Linked DNA regions of Callithrix jacchus: region 1 is linked to region 2. Evidence: chromatin contacts called from public Hi-C data. All regions are on one chromosome and are shown on one strand. Each heading gives the region's core, a stretch centred on a gene start, on an enhancer-like site or on the middle of the called end of the contact. The rest is flanking DNA. Distances are from core to core; before and after follow the strand shown. Region 1 holds the start of COA7 (cytochrome c oxidase assembly factor 7). Region 2 holds the start of KTI12 (KTI12 chromatin associated homolog).

Region 1 (7,230 bases), core at 533-3,032, 260 kb before region 2:
CCTCCATTTAATCAATGCTTGCCTAGCCCTCCAGACCTCCCCTCAAAGTCTTCCCTAACCACCCTGTTCCTTAGTGAACCCAATTCCTCTAAGTTCTTTCTACACTTAGGACATGGACCAGCCCTCAAAGAACAACCCCAGGTTCTTCATCATACTGCAGAGCAACTCTGTCATGACTATGTTATTTATATCGTGGTTATGTTATGGTCTATGTTATGATTAACGTCAAGGAATAGCTATGTCATCTCTGTAAACTAGACTGCAAGCTATTAGAAGGTAGGGCCACTTCCACTTTTTTGTTTGTTTGTTTGTTTTAATAGAGATGGGGTCTCACCATGTTGCCTAGACTGGTCTTGAATTCCTGGCCTCAAGTGATCCTCCCGCCTCACCTCAGCCTCCCAAAGAGCTGGGATTACAGGCTTGTACCACCACACCAGACCTTTATTTAAAAAAAAAAAAAAAAATTCAGTTTAAGCAGCATATGAAAAAAATAAATAAATTTTTTTTTTTTTTTTTTTTTTTAAGGCTAGGCGCAGTGGCTCACACCTGTAATCCCAGCACTTTGGGAGACCAAGGTGGGTGGACTGCTTGAGGTCAGGAGTTTGAGACCAGCCTGGCCAACATGATGAAACCTTGTCTCTACTAAAATACAAAAATTAGCGTGGTGGTGGGCACTAGTAATCCCAGCTACTCAGGAGGCTGAGGCATAATTGCTTGAACCCAGGAGGTGGAGGTTGTAGTGAGCTGAGAACACACCACTGCATTCCAGCTTGGGTGACAGAGTGAGACTCAGTCTCCAAACAATAAAAACAAATAAAAAATTTAAAAGTAGGCAGTAAGCAGTGGTTAATGCCTGTAATTAATCAAAGGCGGGAGGATCACTTGAGCCCAGGAGTTCCAGACCAGCCTGAACAACATGGTGAGATACCATTTCAAAAAAGAAAGAAAATGTAAAACACAAAAATAAAGCAGAAAGAAAACCACCCAAAGATACTGGCTGCTCTGGGTGGACCCCTCTGGTCACCACCATCCACCTACTACTCTCAAGTCAATTCAATGTTCACACAACACACGGCACATATTCATGCTTGAGGGCCTCTTCGTAAGAAAAAAAAAAAAAAAAACACGGGACACATTCGTGCTTCAGGGCCTCTTTGCTAGATCTATTTGCCTAGCAAAGATCTGCATGGTTCACTCCATTACCTTCTTCAAGGCTTTATTCAAATGCCACTTTCTCAGTGATCTTCCCTGATCACTAGATTTAAAAGCCCCTTCCTGACCTCCAGATACCCTTCCCCAGTCCTTTTTCCACGGCTCTTACTACTTTGGAACACGATTTCATGGATTACTTGAGGCTTATTGCTCGACTCCCCGCACTAGCATGCAAGCTCCACGAGGGCAGGGAGTTTTATCTGTTCACCGATGGATCCCCAGTCCCTAACCCAAAAGCCCCAGCACGTCTCTTCCTATCCGCCCCGGCCTCCAGGCTCGGTCTTCGCAGGACACATTGCCCTTCCCAACACACACGATCACCACGATACACAGACTCCGTCTCCCGCCCAGCACGCGATTCCTTCACCAGCCTCTCCGAGGTCGCAGACCCAACCTCTCCTGGCCCGCCCCTCCCTGACGCGTCCTCGGGCTGCGCTGGAAGCGCTCACCGTCCGGATCCTTCTCGTGGTAGCAATGGTAGTTGCACTCCACTTCCATGTTCTCCAAAAAGGACTTCACCTCTTCCTCATTTTGGAAATCCACCAAGCCGGCCATGGTTCGCGCTGGCCCAGAGACGGTGACGTGGGCCGGCGGAGGGGGCGGGGCGTAGGGTTGATGCCTTCCGGGGCATTCTCCCGGGATCCAGGGGCGAGCAAGGCGAGCCTGCGCCTCCCAGAAGCCCTCGCGCAGGTGAGGGCTCCGGCAGACACACTTCAAAGACTAATACCCTTCCTGAAACTGGGGGCGGTCTCTCTGCATCGCCTTATCTATGCCCGCTTTGTAGCCTTAGTGATTTTTCGCCTTCAGTCATCTATCCATGTATAATCTCTAAGCGCCTACTGCGTGCCTCACCAGGTGCGTTGTTCTAGAGATATGACAGCTAGGAATATTATCCCTGCCGTGAAAGAATTTGCAGTTCAATAGGAAGACACTCGTTTATCTATTCAGCAAGCATTTTGAGGACCTTCTACATGTGCCAAGTGTAGCTGGACAAAGTGCAATGGGAAATCGGATTCATTTCTATTCCTCCCAGACCCGCCTTGGCCACCAACATGAATTAGCTAAGCGATAAATGGCTATGGATAGATGTTGACTGGAACACAGTAGCAGTGAAGGGTGTAGCAACGTCACTGTTATAGCAGCTAATAGTGTTGAACTTTGTTCCAGGCTCTATTTCTAAGAGCTGTATGTGAATTAACTCTAATTCTCATTATGCATTCACAGTGATACTGTGAGTTAGGTATTATTATTATCCCCATTCTACAGATAAGGAAACTAAAGTACAGAGAGATTCAGTAATTTGTCCAAGGTCACACAGTGAGGGAGTTAGTATGCAACAAATTTTTTTTAATTAAAGAATGAATGAGGCCGGGCACGGTGGTTCACGTCTATAATCCCAGCACTTTGGGAGGCCAAGGCGGGCAGGTCACCTGAGGTCAGGAGTTCAAGACCAGCCTGGCCAACCTGGTGAAACTCCAGCTCTAATAAAAATACAAAATTAGCCCTGCGTGGTGTCGTACATCTGTAATCCTAGCTACTTGGGAGGCTAAAGCAGGAGAATTGTTTGAACCCGAGAGGTGGAGTTGCAGTGAACCGAGATCGTGCCATTGCATTCCAGCCCGTGCAACAAGAGCAAAACTGCATCTCAAGAAAAAAAAAAAATGAATGAGGTAGAAAAGGAACATGTCAAGGAGATGGGGAAGAGGAGAGGAAGTTTACCTACTTTATTTGTTTTCCTGTTAAGAATCATCAGTTTCATAAAGCCTGATGGAAAGTTCTCCAAAAACAGTCACTTCCTATTCATCTTTGAATCCCATCCAGCCCTACTTTTGAACCCTCAATAGAGTTAAATCCATGGTTTCCCATCACCTATCACAATGCTTTCCATGGCTCCATTACTAAGCTATCCCTAATGGCAGCAAAGAATGGACTATTTCCAACAATTTATTTATTGGAGAGCAGACAATAAAGGGACATGTCTGAAATCCTAGTTTTATTTTTTAAATTCATATGATTTTACATTCAATCCCCCATAATACATATTTTATAGGATAACAGAAGATTGCCTCCCCCCACTCAAGCCTTTTAGTAAAATTGACATTCCAGGCAATATACCACATTTACCTGTGGTTTCTCATACTTGATCACCTTAGGGGACTCCTCAGTACACATGGCCCAGGTTGGGAATCCTTGAACTTTGGTTTGAGGTCATCCTTCTTTAGCATGGCCTTCAAGGCCCTGTGCAATCTGATTCTAGCCTTATATTCTGCCTCTCTTCCCCCACATCCCACCCAACCTTCTGTTCTCTGAATAGGTCCCAAGTTTATGTCCCTGATTACCTCTGCTCTTGATGCCTGAACCATCTTTTTTTTTTCTTTACACATTCAGCAACATTAGGGAGGAGGGACCACCTTTTTTAACCCAAATTGGAAATACTCTCCTATGTAGTCTTCCCAGACATAATAACTATATACATTCAAATTAGATTTAGATGCTCCCATTTCAGTGTTCCACACCACTTGGTTTATTCTGATATAGTGTAGTGGAAATAACTGGCTTTGGATGGGGGACAGATCTTAGTTCAGAATCCATGTTCCATGTTTACTAAATTGTGACCTTAAATCAATCATGTTTGTGAGTCTGAATCCTCTTCTGTAAAGGCAGATCCTTTTGCAATGGCTGTCAAAAGGACTACAAATTCATATATGCAATGTGCTTAGCAGAGTGCCTGGCTCAAAGTCATTACTGTTCCAGGAATGTTTCTTGTTTTATTTATTTATTTATTTTTCTTTATTTGTCATCTATTATTTCCAGGAATGTTTCTTGTCACGCCAATAATGGCATGAAAGTCTGTGTCCCACTGGGTGTGGTGGTTCATGCCTGTAATTCCAGCATTTTGAGAGGCCGAGGCAGGCAGATTGCCTGAGGTTGGGAGTTCAACACCAGCCTAACCAACATGGAGAAACCCTGTCTCTATTAAAAATACAAAATTAGCCAGGCACAGTGGTGCATGCCTGTAATCCCAGCTACTCAGGAGGCTGAGGCAGGAGAATTGCTTGAACCTGAGAGGTGGAGGTTGCGGTGAGCCAAGATCTCTCCATTGCACTCCAGTTTGGGCAACAAGAGCAAAACTCTGTCTCAAAAAAAAAAAAAAAGTCTGTATCCCCACCAGACTGTGACCTCTGTGTCCTGTATGCTGCTCACAAGGACAAGAATAGAACAGGGCTTGATGATCAAATAAAGCAGGGTGATGTAGATTATTAAAATCTGGGAATGTTTTTTCGTTTATTTGCCGAGTTGAACTGCATTGAAATGAGATCACTTGAGCGGTAGAGGGCACAAGAGAGTTAAGTTAGTTGGTGACAAAGGGCTGAACCAAGTAAGGAGTCACTTTTTTTTTTTTTTTTTGAGACGAACTCTCGCTCTATTGGCAGGCTGGAGTGCAGTGGCGTGATTTTGGCTCACTGCAACCTCCGCCTCCCAGCTTCAAGTGATTCTCCTGACTCAGGCTCTCGAGTAACCGGGACTACAGGCACGAGCCACCAAGCCCAGCTAATTTTTATATTTTTAGCAGTGATGGGTTTCACCATGTTAGCCAGGATGGTCTCAATCTCTTGACCTCGTGATCTGCCCCCCTCAGCCTCCCAAAGTGCTGGGATTACAGGCGTGAGCCAATGCACCCGGCCAGAGGTCACATATTTTAAAAGGAAATTTATGGTCATCAAAAGGACAGCAAGCTTCTTCTTTTTTGTTTTTGTTTTGTTTGTTTGTTTTTGTTTTGAGACAGAGTCTTGCTCAGTCGCCCAGAATGGAGTGCAATGGCATGATCTCAGCTCACTGAAACCTCTCTCTCCCAGGTTCAAGCAATTCTCCTGCCTCAGCCTCCCAAGTAGCTGGGATTACAGTCACCCATGACCACGCCTGGCTAATTTTTTTTTTTTAGTAGAGACGGGGTTTCACCATGTTGGCCAGGATGGTCTCAATCTCCTGATCTGGTGATCCACCGGTCTTGGCCTCCCAAAGTGCTGGGATTACAAACATGAGCCACCATACCCAGCCTTGTTTTTGTTTTTTAATCCCCTTCTTATCTCTGTAGGTTTATTTTCCCTCTATTTTTTTTAAGACAGGGTCTTGATCTGATGCCCAGGTTGGAGTGCATTGGTGAGATCATAGCTCACTTCAACCTTGAACTCCTGGGCTTAAGCAATCCTCCCACCTCAGCCTCCTAAGTAGCTGGGACCACAGGTGTTGCCACCATGCCTGGCTAATTTTTTTAAAAAAATTATTTCTTGAAGAGCCAGGTCTCTTAAGTTACCCAGGCTGGTTTTGAACCCCTGGGCTCAAGGGACTCTCCTGCCCTGGCCTCCCGAAGTGCTGGGATTGTAGGTGTGAGCCACCGCTCCCAGCATCTCTCTATTTTCATGAATGTTCATGTTTACTTGAGCATGATTCAGCTTGCAGACATTGTTCAAACTGTTGGAGAGAAACTGATAGAGAAGTTGAGATTTACCCCACATAGCAAGAGGACTGGGAAAAGCCAGGCCTTTTGTAATCCTAGAGTTCACAACAGCCATCACAGATCCTGAAGGGAAGAATTCAAGAGCATTATAGAGCTAACCTCCTAGTTCCAGACTTAGATTTAACAAATATTTATTGACCACTAACTGTGGAATTAGTATTTTAGACATGTCTTTCTTTCTTTTTTTTCTTTTTTTCCTTTTAGACAGAGTCTCTGTCTGTCACCCAGGCTGGAGTGCAGTGGCTCCATCACGGCTCACTGTAGCCTTGACCTCCCGGGCTCAAGGGATCCCCTTGCCTCAGCCTTTCAAGTAGCTGGGATTACAAGTGTGCGCCACCACATCAGCGGCTATTTTTTGTAGAAACAATGTCTCACTATGTTGCCCAAGCTGGTCTTCAATTCCTAGGCTCAAACGATCTGCCCCCCTCCGCCTCCCAAAGTTCTGGGATTACAGGCGTGAACCACCGCGCCCAGCCTCAGGATAAGTCTTAATATCCCCTTTTTATAAAGGAGGTTCAGAGAAGTAAAGTGATTTCCACCAGGTCACACAGCCCGCTAAATCTCCCCCAAAGGGTTACACGTTGTAAGAGGACCCGCTTCGTGAGAGAGACCAGACCAATCACATTTGCTCTGAGGTCACTTTGGAGGCCTGGGATTGGTGCTCGTGTCTAAATGAAGCCGGTATTTCTCAGTGGCTGGTGCAGCTGAGGGAGGCTTCGGGTGGCTTCGGGTGGCTTTCCCCGGGGCTGCTCAGCTCTTTAGCCTTTGCAGATCCCCTTGGGACTCTCAGCATTGGGTGAGTTAGACGTGGAGAACCCCTGCCTTTCCTGCTGTGGTAGTGAACCTTCCCAAGCCCGTGCCCGCAGAGCCTGCAGCCCTTCGTCACCTCATCACTCCCAATCCCCCCAAGACATGGAAAGGCTGTGACAGATGCCAGCCCTGCACTTGCTCTCGTTTAAACAGCGGCCATTACACATCACGTACTCCCCACGTGACCTGTCTGGCCTAGGGCAAGCGCAAAGCTTTCGGAAACCGGAATCAGTGCAACCATTTAAAAGGAAACTAAAATCCTGCCTGTCTCTAAGGTTCCTGGGCTGCTCTTTAAGCTGGACAGGCTCCTATTTTACAGGGAAAAGGACCAAGGTCCAGAGGAGAAAGGGGGTTGACCCAGGGTATACAGCAAGTTAGTGACAAAGCCACACTCTTCCCTCATGGCTGCAAGTTGGGCGGCAACATTTCCAAAGGTTATCCTCCCTTCCTCCTGACAAATACTCTCCTCTCTGCCTCTTTCTTCTGTATCCCCTGCCCATATGTCATGATCTGAGACGGTTATTTTTCAAGAATGATAAGAACTTTGGGATCACACTAAACAGGAAATCCCACAGTTGCTGTAGAACCTTGGACAAGTGTTACCTTTCTGGCCTCATATTCCTCATCTACTATGGCATATTAATCTAATTCTGTTCACCTTATAGAAATAAACAAGAAATTGGGAGGCT
Region 2 (6,664 bases), core at 3,525-6,024:
ATATCTATTGACTCTAATATGATTTGAGAAAAGTCATTATATGGCAACTTAAAGCAAAAAGGTGAAGTATCTAAAGCTGGAGTATTTAAAATGATGGTTTGCTGATTTTAGAAAGAGGCTTGGCTTAAAAATTGTCAAGATAGGCTGGGCACAGTGACTCACACCCATAATACTAGCACTTTGGGAGTCCAAGGCAGGTGGATCATTTGAGGTCAAAAGTTCACGACCATCCTGGCCAACATGGTGAAACTCCATCTCTACAAAAATTAGCCAGGCAGTAGTGGTCTGAGCTTGTAATCTCATCTACTGAGGGGGCTGAGGCAGGAGAATCACTTGGGCCTGGAAGGCAGAGGTTTCGGTGAGCCGAGATCGTGCCACTATACTCCAGTGTGGGTGACAGAGTGAGACGCTAAAAAAAATTCAAGATACAGGAGAAGCAGCTTGTGTTGACCAAGAAGCAGCAAATGAATTCTTGGACACTGTTAAAATCATTGAAGAGAAAGGATGTCTGCTTGAACAAGTGTTTAATGTAGATTAAGGTACCCTGTTGTGGAAAAAATATGGCAAAAAGGACATTAATAGTAAGAAAGACCAACCTCTTCAAAAAATACAAAAATTAGCTGGGTGTGGTGGCGTGGGCCTGTTGTTCCAGCTACACAGGAGTCTGAGATAGGAGGATTGCTTGAGCCTGGAAGATTGAGGCTGCAGTGAGCCCTGATTGCACACCACTGAACTGTAGCCTGGGTAACAGAACAAGAGCCTATTTCAATTTTTGAAAAGAAAACAAAAATAGTAAGGAAAAGAAGCAAATACCAAGATTGAAGGCAAGAAGAGATAGGCTAACTCTACTGTTTTATGCAAAAACAAACAAACAAACAAAAAAAACCCCAGCACTTTGGGAGGCAGAGGTTGGACGATTACCAGAGCCCAGGAGTTTGAGTCAGGTTTGTCATCAGAATTGCCCTTGTCTATAAAGCTGCTAACCCCAGCCTTGAAGAGCAAAGATAGCAAAGATAAACACCAGCTGCCAGTGTTTAGGTTGTGCACTAAGAAGGCTTAGACAACAAGAACTTTTTCTGGATTGGTTCCATTAATGCTTTGTTCCTGAAGTCAGTAAGTAGACTTGCCAGTAAGAGACTGCCTTTTAAAGTTCTTTTGATATTGGACAATAGTGTGGCCACCCAAAGCTCCATGAGTTCAACGCCAAAGGCATAAAAGTAGTCTATTTGCCTCCAAACACAATATTTAAATCAGCTACTATGTCAGGGAGTGATAAGGACCTTTAAGTCTCATTACACACAGTACTCTATGGAAAAAAGATTGTCAAAGACATGGATGAAAACCCCAGTAGAGAGAACATCATGAAAGTTTAGCAGGATTATACCATTGAAGATGCCACCATTGTTGTAGAAATAGCTGTGAAGGCCATCAAGCCTGAAACAATAAATTCCAGGGGGATAAAACTGTGTCCAGGTGTTTACAGGACTTCTCAGGGTTTATGACAGACAATTAAAATTATGAAAGAGATTGTGGATATGGCAAAAAAAAAAAAAAAAAAAAAGGTGAGGGGTTAAGGGTTTTAAGATATGATCTTGGATAAATTCAAGAGCTAATAGACACCACACCAGAGGAATGAACAGCAGATAACTTGCTGGGGATGAGTGCCAGATGATAAGGAAAAACATGTAGAAGAAGCAGTGCCAGGAAACAGATCTGGCAGAAGGTTCTAATTATTTAGGACTGCTTTTGACTTATTTTACAACATGGACTCTTCTATGATATGTACCCTGAAACTAAAGCAAAGAAAAAGGATTGGTATGGGATGGAAATATTTTTAGAGAAATGAGTCTCCCTCCCACTCCCCGTCCCCCTCTAAAAAATAAAAATAAAAAAGAGAGAGAAATGAAAAAGCAAAAAACTCGGAAATTATAATGTAGTTCCATAAAGTTACAACAAGTGTGCCTGCCTGTTCGGCCTCCCTTTCCACCCTCCTCTGCCTCTGTCATCTTGAGACAGCAAGACCAACCCTCCTCTTCTTCCTCCTCCTCAGTCTACTCAGTGTGAACACAAGGATGAAGACCTTTATGATTATCCACTTCCATTTAATGAGTACTAAATATATTTTTGCTTCTTTATGATTTTCTTTTTCTTTTCTTCTTTTTTTCCCCCCTGCTTCCTGGAAACATTTTCTTAATAACATTTCTTTTCTTTAGTTTACTTTATTGTAAGAATATAATATATAATACATATGACATTCAAAATATGTGTTAACTGAATATATTATTAGTAAGGCTTCCAGTCAACAGTAGGCTATTAGTAGTTAAGTTTTAGGGAGTCAAAAGTTATATGCAGATTTTTGACTGCTTGCGGGGGTCAGTGCCCCTCATCCTTGTTGTTCAAGGGTCAGCTGTACTAAGTGCTACTGTGCATTAGGCATTAAATTATGCAAATCAACTCATTTAATTCTCACAACTTTTTGAGGTAGGTGCTATTGTTATCTTAATTTTAGAGAAGAAAACAGTAAGGCACAGTTTTTCTAAGTTTACCAAAATAACTTGCCCAGGATCACACAGCTAGCAAGTGGCAGACGTAAACACTCTGGCTTCAGAGCCTGCTGTTTAAACTTGTATACCATACTGCCTACTAGAGTCAAGTTGAATAGTCTAAAGTCTCAAGTAGGTTTAGTTTATGCACAGACAATTCAGTGCATGAGGAGGGAAAGGCAGGGCATGAGAGGGAAAGCTAAGCACTGGTCTGTGTTTACTTTTTTTTGTTTTTTGAGATGGAATTTTGCTCTTGTTGTCCAGGCTGGAGTGCAATGGTGGCATGGTCTCAACTCACTGCAATCTCCACCTCCCGGGTTCAAGCAATTCTCCTGCCTCAACCTCTTGAGTAGCTGGGATTACAGGCACATGCCACCACATTTGGCTAATTTTTAAAAATATATTTTTAGTAGAGAGCAGGGTTTCACCATGTTGGCCAGAGTGGTCTCGAACTCCTGACCTCGGGTGATCCACCCTCCTTGGTCTCCCAAAGCGCTGGGATTACAGGCAAGAGCCATTGTGCTCATGTGAAGTAAAGAGATGTGTTTACATTTATTTAACCCTCACAACAACCTACTAAGTTGGTACACCTGTGAAATAACTGTTGTTATTTTATAGAAGGGGAAATTGAAGTACAGAAAAGTTATATAATTTGCCAATAATTACAATGCTAGTAAATGGCACAGCTAAGACTTGAATCTTTTTTACTATACAGTACCAGAGAGATGCAAAGACCTCAGTATATGTGCACCTACAGTATACACACATACACAGGCACACTCACATTTCTTCACCTACCATTCTATAGTGCTTGATGTTTATAGAAGAGATCCAACAGTTCCATAGCCTTGGGTCTCAAACCTTCTGCTAGAGAGTTGCCAGATTGAGCAAATAAAAATAAAGGATGGCCAGGCACTGTGGCTCATGCCTTTAATCCCAGCACTTTGGGAGGCCGAGGCTGGTGGATCACCTGAGGTCAGGAGTTCAAGACCAGCCTGGCCAACATGGCAAAACCCCTTCTCAACTAAAAGTATAAAAATTAGCTGGGTGTGATGGCAGACACTTGTAGTCCCAGCTACTTAGTTGGCTGAAACAGGAGAATCGCTTGAACCTGGAGGCAGAGGTTGCAGTGAGTTGAGATCATGCCACTGCACTCCAGGTTGGGCAACAGAGTAAGACTCTGTCTCAAAAATAATAATAATAAAGGATGCAGGCCAGGCATCTTGGCTCACATACCTTTAATCTCAGCACTTTGGGAGGCAGAGGTGGTACAGTTACTTGAGCCCAAGAGTTTGAGACCAGCCTGAGCAACGTACTGACACTTCATCTCTAAAAAAGTAAGTAAATAATAATAAAAAATTAAAGATGCCCAGTTGAATTTGAAATTTAGATAAATAATTTAAAATATATCCATGCATTATTTGAGATACACTTAAGCTTAAAAATGTTGGTGTTTATCTGAAATTTAAATTTAACCAGGCATTCTGTATTTTATCTGGCAACCCTACTAAGGAGAAAAATTCCCATTTGTCTTTCAAGTTCTAAGTCAAATGAATATTCTTACATTAAGTCTTCAATGATTTCTCTGAGTAGTTTGTTTTTCCCTTCTGTTCTTTTATAACCTCACCTGCATCTATCCATTATAGTATTTATTACTCTGATTGTAGGTGCCTGAGCCTTCAGACCCTTTATCTTTTTTTTTTTTTTTTTTGAGACAGAGTCTTGTTCTGTCGCCAGGCGCCAGGCTGGAGTGCAGTGGCTTGATCTCCGCTCACTGCAACCTCCGCCTCCTGCAGACCCTTTTATCTTTTGTGGGGAAACAGTTTTATGTTCATCTTTGAATTACCAACCATGAAGATGTTGAATGATTGAAATGGCAATTTAGTAAACATTTACTGAGAGCCAGTAGGTGTAAGAGGAGGAATGAAGGAGAACCAGCATTTATGAATTGCCTTCTATAAGCTAAATATAGTGCTGCTTATAATATTTAATTCTCCTGAGGCCTTATTAATAAATGGATAGGCAGGCTTTGGCAGCAGGGAGATCACATTCTCCTGAGGCCTATAACACTTGGCATAAATAACTGATGCCATTCTAGTCTCTGCATCTTCTTTCTGAGAGCTTTCTCCTAGTTGGCATAGAACTGTTTCCATAGAAACAAGGTCTGTAAGAGTCAAGGGACAGGAAGAGCAGTTTGCACTTCCGGCGTACGTCGGGACGCGGACAACCCGGAAGTTGGCGCCGCGCGGTGGTATACGGTCGCTCCCTGAGAGGATGCCGCTTGTGGTGTTTTGCGGGCTGCCGTACAGCGGCAAGAGCCGGCGTGTTGAAGAGTTGCGCGTGGCCCTGGCTGCCGAGGGCCGCGGGGTGTACGTGGTAGACGACGCGGCTGTGCTGGGCGCAGAGGACCCAACCGTGTACGGCGATTCTGCCCGTGAGAAGGCACTGCGTGGAGCTCTGCGAGCCTCCGTGGAGCGGCACCTGAGTCGTCACGACGTGGTCATCCTGGACTCGCTTAACTACATCAAAGGCTTCCGCTACGAGCTCTACTGCCTGTCGCGGGCAGCGCGCACCCCACTGTGCTTGGTCTACTGCGTACGTCCCGGCGGCCCGAATGCTGTACCTGAGGTGGCGGGCGCGAACGACAACCCGGGCCTGAACGTCAGTGTGAGTTGGCGACCACGCGCTGAGAAGGACGGGAGACCCCTGGCGGCCGGCAGCAGTGTCCCCAGGGAACTGCATACTGCGGGCTCCACAGTAAATGGAAGTGCACAGGCCGACGTACCTCAGGAACTGGAGCTAGAAGAAACCGGGGCTACAGAGTCACCAGCTCTCGTGACTCCGGAATCAGAGAAATCTGCAAAACATGTGTCTAGTGCCTTTTACTCTCCCGAACTCCTGGAGGCCCTTACGCTGCGCTTTGAGGCTCCCGATTCTCGGAATCGCTGGGACCGGCCTTTATTCACTTTGGTGGGCTTAGAGGAGCCATTGCCTCTGGCAGAGATCCGCTCTGCCCTGTTTGAGAACCGGGCCCCACCACCCCATCAGTCTACGCAGTCCCAGCCTCTCGCCTCCGGCAGCTTTCTGCACCAGCTGGACCAGGTCACGAGTCAAGTATTGGCCGGACTGATGGAAGCGCAGAAGAGCGCTCTCCCCGGGGACTTGCTCACGCTTCCTGGTACCACAGAGCGCTTGCGGTTTACCCGGCCCTTTACCATGGCAGAACTGAGTCGCCTTCGTCGCCAGTTTATTTCGTACACTAAAATGCATCCCAACAATGAGAACTTGCCTCAACTGGCCAACATGTTTCTTCAGTATCTGAGCCAGAGCCTGCACTAACCAGAGGAGGTGGGGGGTCGGGGGGAAGCCATGGCTTCTTATCTCCACTGCACATTATTTTTCTGGGAAGAATAAGCTGAAGGTCTCCAGAGCATATGAATGCAATACTGTACTAGAGCTGTTGTGACAGATTCACTCAAACTTTCCTGCCTGTGTTTGTGTCAAGCCTTGGGTTTACAGCATAAGTTGAGACTAAAGAGAATGGAGAACTATCTTGTCGCATCCTGGGAAATCCCTCCAGAGAACAGACTTCAGGTGGATAGGAATTGCTTAGATTGGATCCTACTTGGGATATTACAGAGCATTGACCATTGACTTTCCTCATCTGAGGTGTGGGAGAACAGACTGGATGGATGAGAATTGTTTTAAACAATTGTGAACAGAAACCAAAGATGGCACAGTTCTACAACTGTACCTGCCCTTTTTTCATGCCACAAAAGTATTTTTTGAGTACTGTACTGACTTTTTGCTAGTCTTTATTCTGGGACTGAGTTCACAGATAAATCCATTTGTTTCTGTGCTTGGGAAGCTTTGTTTTTGTGAAAGTAGGACAGTTATCTCCTAGATTATTTCCTCTAATAAAATCTTTAAAATAGGGAATCTACTGGAATCCCTTTCACTTAATGTAACAATGTTCCCTGTGTATCTCCATGTAATATTTTAGGTACATTTGTCATTGGTCTGCGTTTAAGTAGTATTTTGATAGGGCTGAGAATATAAATTTTGATGTAATGTAGAGTAATTATAACAATATCCTTAACTGTTGTGCTTCATTCTGTATT

What was found. A called contact is a pair of places that touch in the nucleus more often than the background predicts.
Region 1: a Hi-C map of skeletal muscle shows a contact between it and region 2, with 5 times the contacts expected there. The contact joins the promoter of COA7 here to the promoter of KTI12 in region 2. A contact is called at or near these places in 2 of 3 Hi-C or Micro-C datasets (both in skeletal muscle).

Annotation. Positions count from the first base shown.
Region 1 is chr7:89,272,997-89,280,226 of calJac240_pri, reverse strand. COA7 (cytochrome c oxidase assembly factor 7) reads right to left here and starts at 1,782. Exons shown (of 3, transcript XM_002750827.6): 1 at 1,662-1,782. The coding sequence starts at 1,767. ZYG11B (zyg-11 family member B, cell cycle regulator) reads left to right here and starts at 6,432. Exons shown (of 16, transcript XM_078331771.1): 1 at 6,432-6,527; 2 at 7,207-7,230.
Region 2 is chr7:89,016,344-89,023,007 of calJac240_pri, reverse strand. It overlaps KTI12 (KTI12 chromatin associated homolog), which reads left to right and starts at 4,774. Exons shown (of 6, transcript XM_078331762.1): 1 at 4,774-6,664. The coding sequence starts at 4,818. The coding sequence ends at 5,882. All of the region lies in intron 2 of TXNDC12 (thioredoxin domain containing 12), which reads left to right.